Linked DNA regions of Zea mays: region 2 is linked to region 1. Evidence: chromatin contacts called from public Hi-C data. All regions are on one chromosome and are shown on one strand. Each heading gives the region's core, a stretch centred on a gene start, on an enhancer-like site or on the middle of the called end of the contact. The rest is flanking DNA. Distances are from core to core; before and after follow the strand shown.

What was found. A called contact is a pair of places that touch in the nucleus more often than the background predicts.
Region 2: a Hi-C map of ear shows a contact between it and region 1, with 4 times the contacts expected there. The contact joins the promoter of LOC103631875 here to the promoter of LOC100274419 in region 1. A contact is called at or near these places in 3 of 25 Hi-C or Micro-C datasets (ear, leaf and tassel) and 1 of 3 datasets of contacts at active chromatin or transcription factors (leaf).

The regions. Positions count from the first base shown.
Region 1 is chr7:1,660,296-1,664,087 of Zm-B73-REFERENCE-NAM-5.0, reverse strand. It overlaps LOC100274419 (FAD/NAD(P)-binding oxidoreductase family protein), which reads right to left and starts at 2,362. Exons shown (of 3, transcript NM_001148778.1): 1 at 1,453-2,362; 2 at 1,258-1,340; 3 at 540-1,195. The coding sequence starts at 2,289. The coding sequence ends at 619.
Region 2 is chr7:1,879,968-1,883,358 of Zm-B73-REFERENCE-NAM-5.0, reverse strand. LOC103631875 (flavin-containing monooxygenase FMO GS-OX-like 8) reads left to right here and starts at 1,260. Exons shown (of 3, transcript NM_001364923.1): 1 at 1,260-1,846; 2 at 1,918-2,150; 3 at 2,268-2,939. The coding sequence starts at 1,285. The coding sequence ends at 2,861. It overlaps LOC100286077, which reads left to right. Exons shown (of 2, transcript NM_001364924.2): 2 at 1-876. The coding sequence ends at 458.

The DNA of each region.
Region 1 (3,792 bases), core at 1,113-3,612:
CGACATTATAGACATTGACCATCCGGAAGCACGCAGAGTGGGGGAGCCACTCCTGCAGCATGATTGCGGACCATCCGACCCTATATCGTGGACCGTTCCTGCTCCCGTAGAGAGTACCGTCAGATGGTTTGTTCTAGTGTTTGATATAAAAATAGTGTTTGATATAAAAATGGCGCCAAGATACACTTTGCCACGATCTTAGAGCATCGTGTTAGAATCCATTAAGAAGGCGTCCGATGTCTTGCATGTAGCATGCCTCTAACCCTCATATATTTTCAGTACGCACGGTCCACAGCCGCCATATTAGAGCTCAGGGTTTTGGTTAGATTCAATCTTTTAAGAACAATAATGTCGATCAATTGTGAGTATTAATTATAGGCTTAATAAAATCGAGTGTAGGATTGCCTGTCTCTGCTGTCTGCCTGGCTTTTGGCTCATAGCCTAGGTTTCATCCAGATGGCCGGGGGATCTAGAGGACCCTCTACCCCTCCCTTATCTTTGATGAAAGTGTTCACGGTTTGCCAAATGCCAAGCAACTTGGACACCCTTATCGTTGCAACTTTATTGCATATGTGGCACTGGAAGCCAAATCATTCATGTTGACTGTGCCCTAGTAGCTTATTCCAGTGTCTCTCCATCTCTGTCATGCATCATATCATGCATGGCAATTCCATTCTCCTTGTCGTTAAGCGTGCCCGGGGAGGGAGCTGAGGACCAGCCCTCTAGGCGCAGGCTCTCCAGGACAAGGTCACCGTCGCGGTAGTCGTCACGGAAGGTCTCCGTGTCTTGGAGCAAGCGCGCAACGGCCGCCCGCATGAGCTCCTTCTTCCACTCGGGCGGGCGCGGCAAGCCCACGTGCTTCTCCCCGAACTCGTCGCAGTAGTCGAAGTCGAAGAAGATGGCATGCGACATGCGCCTGGGCACGCCGGCCTTCTCCCTGGCGCGGTGGTACTCCTCGGCCGCCCGCAGCATCTCCTCCGCCGGCGGCAGCAGCCTCCGCCCCGACAGCGCCTGCGCCACCCACCTCGCCTGCACCTCGTAGAACAGCGGCGTCTGCACCTGGCTTGGCACGCCCACGAAGGACAGCGACGGCGCCAGCGCCGGCGGGAAGGTGTGCTCGAACAGCGGGCCCACGCGGTTGTCGTCCACGGTCACCAGCCCTCCCGTGTCCAGGAACGGGAACGAGAAGTCGTACCTATATACATGCATCATGGGTCAGCAGTTCATGTGTTGAGCGGAGAAGCACGCAGCGCTCACCCAGTGCAGTAGATGATGGAGTCGGCGACGACACACGAGCCGTCAGCGAACATGACCTTCCCATCCTCGCACAAGCACTCGATCTGTACTGTACACCACAATAATTCAATCAACACGAATGGAATGGAACATGCTGGATCTGTTTGTAGTAGCTGCATGCATATATATATATAGCAGGTAAGATTGCCTGCATGCCTGGAGGTGCAGGTGCAGGTTGTGGTGCCTGGGCACAGCCTTGCGCACGCCGGGAGTGAGGCCTTCCAAGGACTTGACGCTGACGACGTGCACGTCCCTCGCCACCTTGCAGAGCTCCAGCGCGATGTCCACGCCGCTCTGGTGGAAGCCCACGAGCACCACCACCTCGGCGTGGAAGGAGTCGGGGACGCGGTACGAGTGGGAGTGCAGCTGCCTCCTCGTCCACTTGTCCATGCCGTTGATGGCTGGGAGCCGTGGCTGGGAGTAGTGGCCAGAGGCCACGACAACGGCGTCGAACTCCTCCTCCGCGACCGCCTCGTGCTCAGAGACACCATGTCCGGACGAGCAGTACCTCACCGTCCACCGCGTCACAACACCGTCGTCGTCCAACAGTGGTCGTCCCACGTGCAGGACCTTGGTGTTGAGCCTGACGGCGTCCATGAGGCCGAACGTGTCGCAGTAGTCCCTGATGTACCTCAGGAACTCGGCGTGCCCTGGGTAGCGCCGGGAGTCGCCGTCGTCGTTGCTGCGGGGGAAGAAGGGGAAGTCGGAGAAGCCCATGATGTCCCTGGGCGAGGTGAGCCGGAGAGAGGCGTAGACGCTGCTGTGCACGCCGGCAGCACCGAGCGGGTCGCTGGCGTCAGTCCTCGGGTCGTACAGCCACTGCCCACCGACGCCTCCGCTCTGCTCCATGACCGTCACGTCGTGGCCCTCCCGGCGTAGCTCGCGGGCGGATACCAGCCCCGAGACGCCGGCGCCGACCACGCACACCTTCTTCTTGTTCATCTCTAGCTCCTCCTCGGTGGACGATGCCATCATCTTCACAGCCACATGCATGCAACTACAAGCAGCGGAACTGCGGAAGGAAGCAAGGGGGGAGAGACGATCACAGCGCAGACGTACCAGACAGCGAGCACTACGATACCGGCAAATTTTGCTTGCAGCCCTCACTGTTTTTATAGATAGAGTTAGAGACACACGAGATCAGACCATGTTGGTGTTAACGATGCGTGCCTGTGGTAACGTATATACGGGGTGTTTGGTTTTAGGGACTAATTTTTAGTCTCTCCATTTTATTCTACTTTAGTATCTAAATTGTCAAATACGGAAACTAAAATAGAATTATAGTTTCCGTATTTTACAATTTATAGACTACAGTGGAATAAAATGGAGGGACTAAAAATTAGTCTCTAGTAACTAAACACTCACGTACTATAGGGAGAGATTTCCATGACTGATTTATATAAACTAGTCTCACTACACTTAAACTAGCAACTATTAATTGGGGGTTTCATCATCCTCTTGCTGTACATGGGTCTTTGAGATTAGACTCCTCTTGCTGTATGTTTTTTGGCTGTGATCATGTATAGTACAGTACCAATATACCAATAATAGAGCTAGGTACGTTGATATATTCGGACTTATTTGGGCACTTTCCTCGAGGAAGGAAAATTAAAGAGACAATCATGTCATGTGCTCCGGATGCTGCTTGTAGCAATAGAGTGCACGAGTGTGATTGCTTTGTCCCGCAGGAACGGAACGGAACGGAACGGATAGGCGTGGTGGACGATGATCATAACCGCGCGCAGCTGTGTGTGGTCGTCCTCCGCAACTTACCTCCGACCATTCAGCCATTATTGAGCCACCCCAGAACAGTCCGCTGCCGGATCATATATAGAGGGTTGGTTGCCCAGCTCCCAACGCCCAAACTCCTCACATGCGTTGATCGGGCCTACGTTCCTCATCGATTGGTTACACGGCAGAGGCTGCCTAGAGTTAGCCAAATGAGATGGTTGAACACAAGAACACCGAGGATTTAGAGTGTTTCGACCGCCGGAGCGTAATACTCTACTTCACTTGTGAATTGTATTGCTTGAGTGAGCGTAAACGAGCCTCTCGGTCTGAGTGAGGATGAGAATGTCACCTTATACCGCATGTGCCTTCTCTTTTATAGTCCAAGGGTGACACATACAAGATTGTTGAGCCGCTCCGATAGGTGGGCCCCAGCTCCGACGGGCGCAAGCCACTTCGAACGAGGTAGACGCCGTAATGATCCCATGGGGGGACCGGGCATCTTCAGCTTGAGGTATGTGTAATTGGGGACGACCATGAACTTAACGGAGCACGGTCTCACCAGGATGGCGTTGTAGGCTCCCCGGAAATCCACCACCTCGAATTGCACCCGCTCGGTACGAAAGTTGGAGGGTTCGCCGAATGTGACATGCAGAGTGACTCATCCGAGCGAGTAGGCTTAGCAGCGGGGCACGATGCCGTGGAACGGTGCGAGCTGAGGCGCAGCGCGGACCGTGCGATCGCCAAGCCGTCAAAGGAGTCTTGATG
Region 2 (3,391 bases), core at 11-2,510, 220 kb before region 1:
GCTTCCAGTACTCTGGCGCTCCTGTGCATCTTGTGATCGGGATGGGCGGCCAAGACTGGCAACCTGTATGGCAACCGAGGCCTGATCACCCAGACGTCCCTATCTTTCCTCAGCCTGAGCGTTCCATGTACCGCGGTGGCGAGTTTGGATACGCCAGACTTGTGGCAACAAGGGAGAAGCTAACACTGACTTATGTGGGGAACCATGATGGGCAGGTCCATGATATGGTGGAGATATTTTCTGGCCTGGTATCCCCCAGTAACAGTAGTGTTGCTGAGGCGGTGGATGGAACCAAACTTGGCACAGGAGTCAGCACCGTGCGGAAAATTTCTCCGCTGTACTTGGAAATCGGAGGCAGTGTGATGTTTGCGCTGCTCCTGGGATTTTCCTTTGGGATACTTGTCAGGAGAAAGAAAGAAGCTGCACAGTGGACTCAAGTAAAGAATGAGGAATCGTAGTAGTGTTGCCAATACCGTGAGCCTGGTGCAGTGGTGGTGATCCAAACTTGTGTGGGTGTAATTACTGGAGTAGAACCTAACAAAGTGAAGGCATTTCTGACTTCTTGGGGGGCTCCGCGTCCTCTTGGTACAACTAGTGTATTGATAGTCTTGGGAAATGAAGGTTCTGATCGCATATCTGTTGTTGTAATAGTTCAATGTATAAGCATGTAATAAGTGATATAATGTTCACATTGCTTTGGTTGACACAAGTGTGTAACATGTGCTACCACAAGTGATTCTGGGCGTCCTTTGTAGTTGAACCATATTTGTTTTATGATCCTGCTTTTCTGTATCATCTGCCTGCTTTTGTTAGCAGATGTACGGAATCTTCTGTACTTGGAGTTTATACCTAACAACATACTTATATATTTATATTACAAACCTGTCTGATACAGCTTCATGAGCTATTGGAAGCTGTGGAGCTCTCTTTTTCAAAACAGTTTTATAGATGAAGCTCTTCATTTACGCTTGTACAAAGGAATGAAGAGAGGTAGTTGAAAAAAAGCAACTTTTTTACATCTCTGTCTTATTTTTATCTTTCAGCCATGCATGAAATTGTTGGTGAAGCTGTTTTGCAAAATATTTTTTTCCCAAAACAGTTTAAATTCATCTTAGAAAGCTACTCAACAGCTTCATGGATGAAACTGATGAGATTTTGCAAACGGGTCCTACACATTCGAAATATCTAAATGAGCGGTCAAGCATGGTTTCTTTGGACGATGTTGAAGACTTGGATCAGAAACGCCATCCGGGACACCGTGACCAGGTCCGGCGGCGAAGCGAGATGGTGTCATCCAAGAAAGTGTGCGTGGTCGGCGCTGGCGTGTCGGGGCTGGCGTGTGCCCGCGAGCTGCTCCGCGAGGGCCACGACGTGACGGTCATGGAGCAGAGCGGCGGCGTCGGCGGGCAGTGGCTGTACGACCCGAGGGCGGACGGCGGCGACCCACTCGGCGCTGCCGGCGCGCACAGCAGCATGTACGCCTCCGTCCGGCTCATCAGCCCGAGGGAGCTCACGGGCTTCTCCGACTTCCCCTTCTTCCCCAGAGACGACGGCACCGGCGACTCCCGGCGGTACCCGGGGCACGCTGAGTTCCTGAGGTACATCAGGGACTTCTGCGACGCGTTCGGGCTCATGGACGTCGTCAGGCTCAACACCAAGGTCCTGCGCGTCGGCCTGGCGGCGCCGCGTGCCGCTGATGACGGTGACGGCATCAAGCGGTGGACGGTGAGTTGGTCTAGACATCGTGGCTGCGATGGCGAGGTGGTCACCACGGAGGAGGAGGTGTTTGACGCCGTCGTCGTCGCCGTCGGCCAGTACACCCAGCCACGGCTCCCAACCATCAGAGGTTGGTTCCGACCGAATGCGTCGTTGTTCATGCCCGGCCTGTTGCTCAACTGATGGATGCTGCTCGTATAGGCATGGACAAGTGGAGCAGGAGGCAGCTGCACTCCCACTCGTATAGGGTCCCCGATTCCTTCCACGGCGAGGTGGTGGTGATCGTGGGCTTCCGTCATAGCGGCGTGGACATCGCGCTGGAGCTCTCCAAGTTGGCGAGGGAGGTGCACGTCAGCGTCAAGTCCATGGAGGCGCTCACTCCCGCCGTGTCCAAGGCCGTCGCCAGGCACAGCGACCTGCACCTGCACCTCCAGGAAAGGAAACCGTGCAGCTACAAATCTATGCTCCAATATTCGCTGGTTCAGAATCTGATCCAGCAATCCAGGTACGGACGGTGACCTGACAAATTAAATGTGGCTTGCATATCGCAGATCGAGTGCTTGCGCGAGGATGGGCAGGTAACGTTCGCCGACGGCTCGCGTGTCGCCGCCGACTCCATCATCTACTGCACCGGGTACGACTGCTCGTTCCCGTTCCTGGACACGGGAGGCCTGGTGACCGTCGACGACAGCCGCGTCGGCCCGCTGTACGAGCACACGTTCCCGCCGGCGCTGGCGCCGTCGCTGTCCTTCGTGGGGTTGCCGAGGATGGTGCTGGTGCCGCGGTTCTACGAGGCGCAGGCGAGGTGGGTGGCGCAGGCGCTGTCGGGCTGGCGGCCGCTGCCGCCGTCGGAGGAGATGGCGCGCTCCGCCGAGGAGTACCACCGCGCCAGGGAGGCGGCCGGCGTGCCCAGGCGCCTCTCGCACGCCCTCTTCTTCGACATGGACTACTGCGACGAGTTCGGGGCCAAGCACTGCGGCTTCCCGCCGGTGGAGGGGTGGAAGAGGGACCTCCTGTCGTTGTCTCTCGCAAGCGCCAGCGACGGCGCCGTGGAGAGCTACCGTGACAGCTACCATGACAGCGACCTGGTTCGGGAGGGATTGCGCTCCGAGGGCTGGTGGCCGTGGCTCCCAGATCCACAATGAAGACGACGGCGCAGAGATTCACAACTACCGCCACGCAGCGCTGCTGGCTGCTGCACTACTCTAGGTACTTTTTGTTACAAGATAGTGTACTGTGATCGAGCTCATCCACCCATCCATTGTAACAGTTATTATCCAAGGGTCATACCCTTGGTAATCCTATGTACGTATGTATATAAGGACTACTCTCTGTAATAAACAACAGTTACTGGCCTCTGTCATTTTGTTTCTCTCTCAATTCTCTTTTGCCACTGAGTATATTTCAACACGTTATCAGCGCTGTCTCAAAGAAGATCAAGAGAAGCGAGAAAGGAAAATGAAGAACTGTCATAGACATCGGCGAGATGATGCCCGTTGGATCAACCAAGATGTTCTTCATCATGTTCTAGTAAGGATCGTTTGTTCCTCTTGCAACTGCGGTGATCTGGATTAGCCTACCTCTCACAAACAGCTAGCCAAAAGGGCGCTGTGGCCGGTAGTGCCCGTGCCTGGGCTACGTGTGTCCACGCTGGGTCACCCGCACTGAGGCCGTG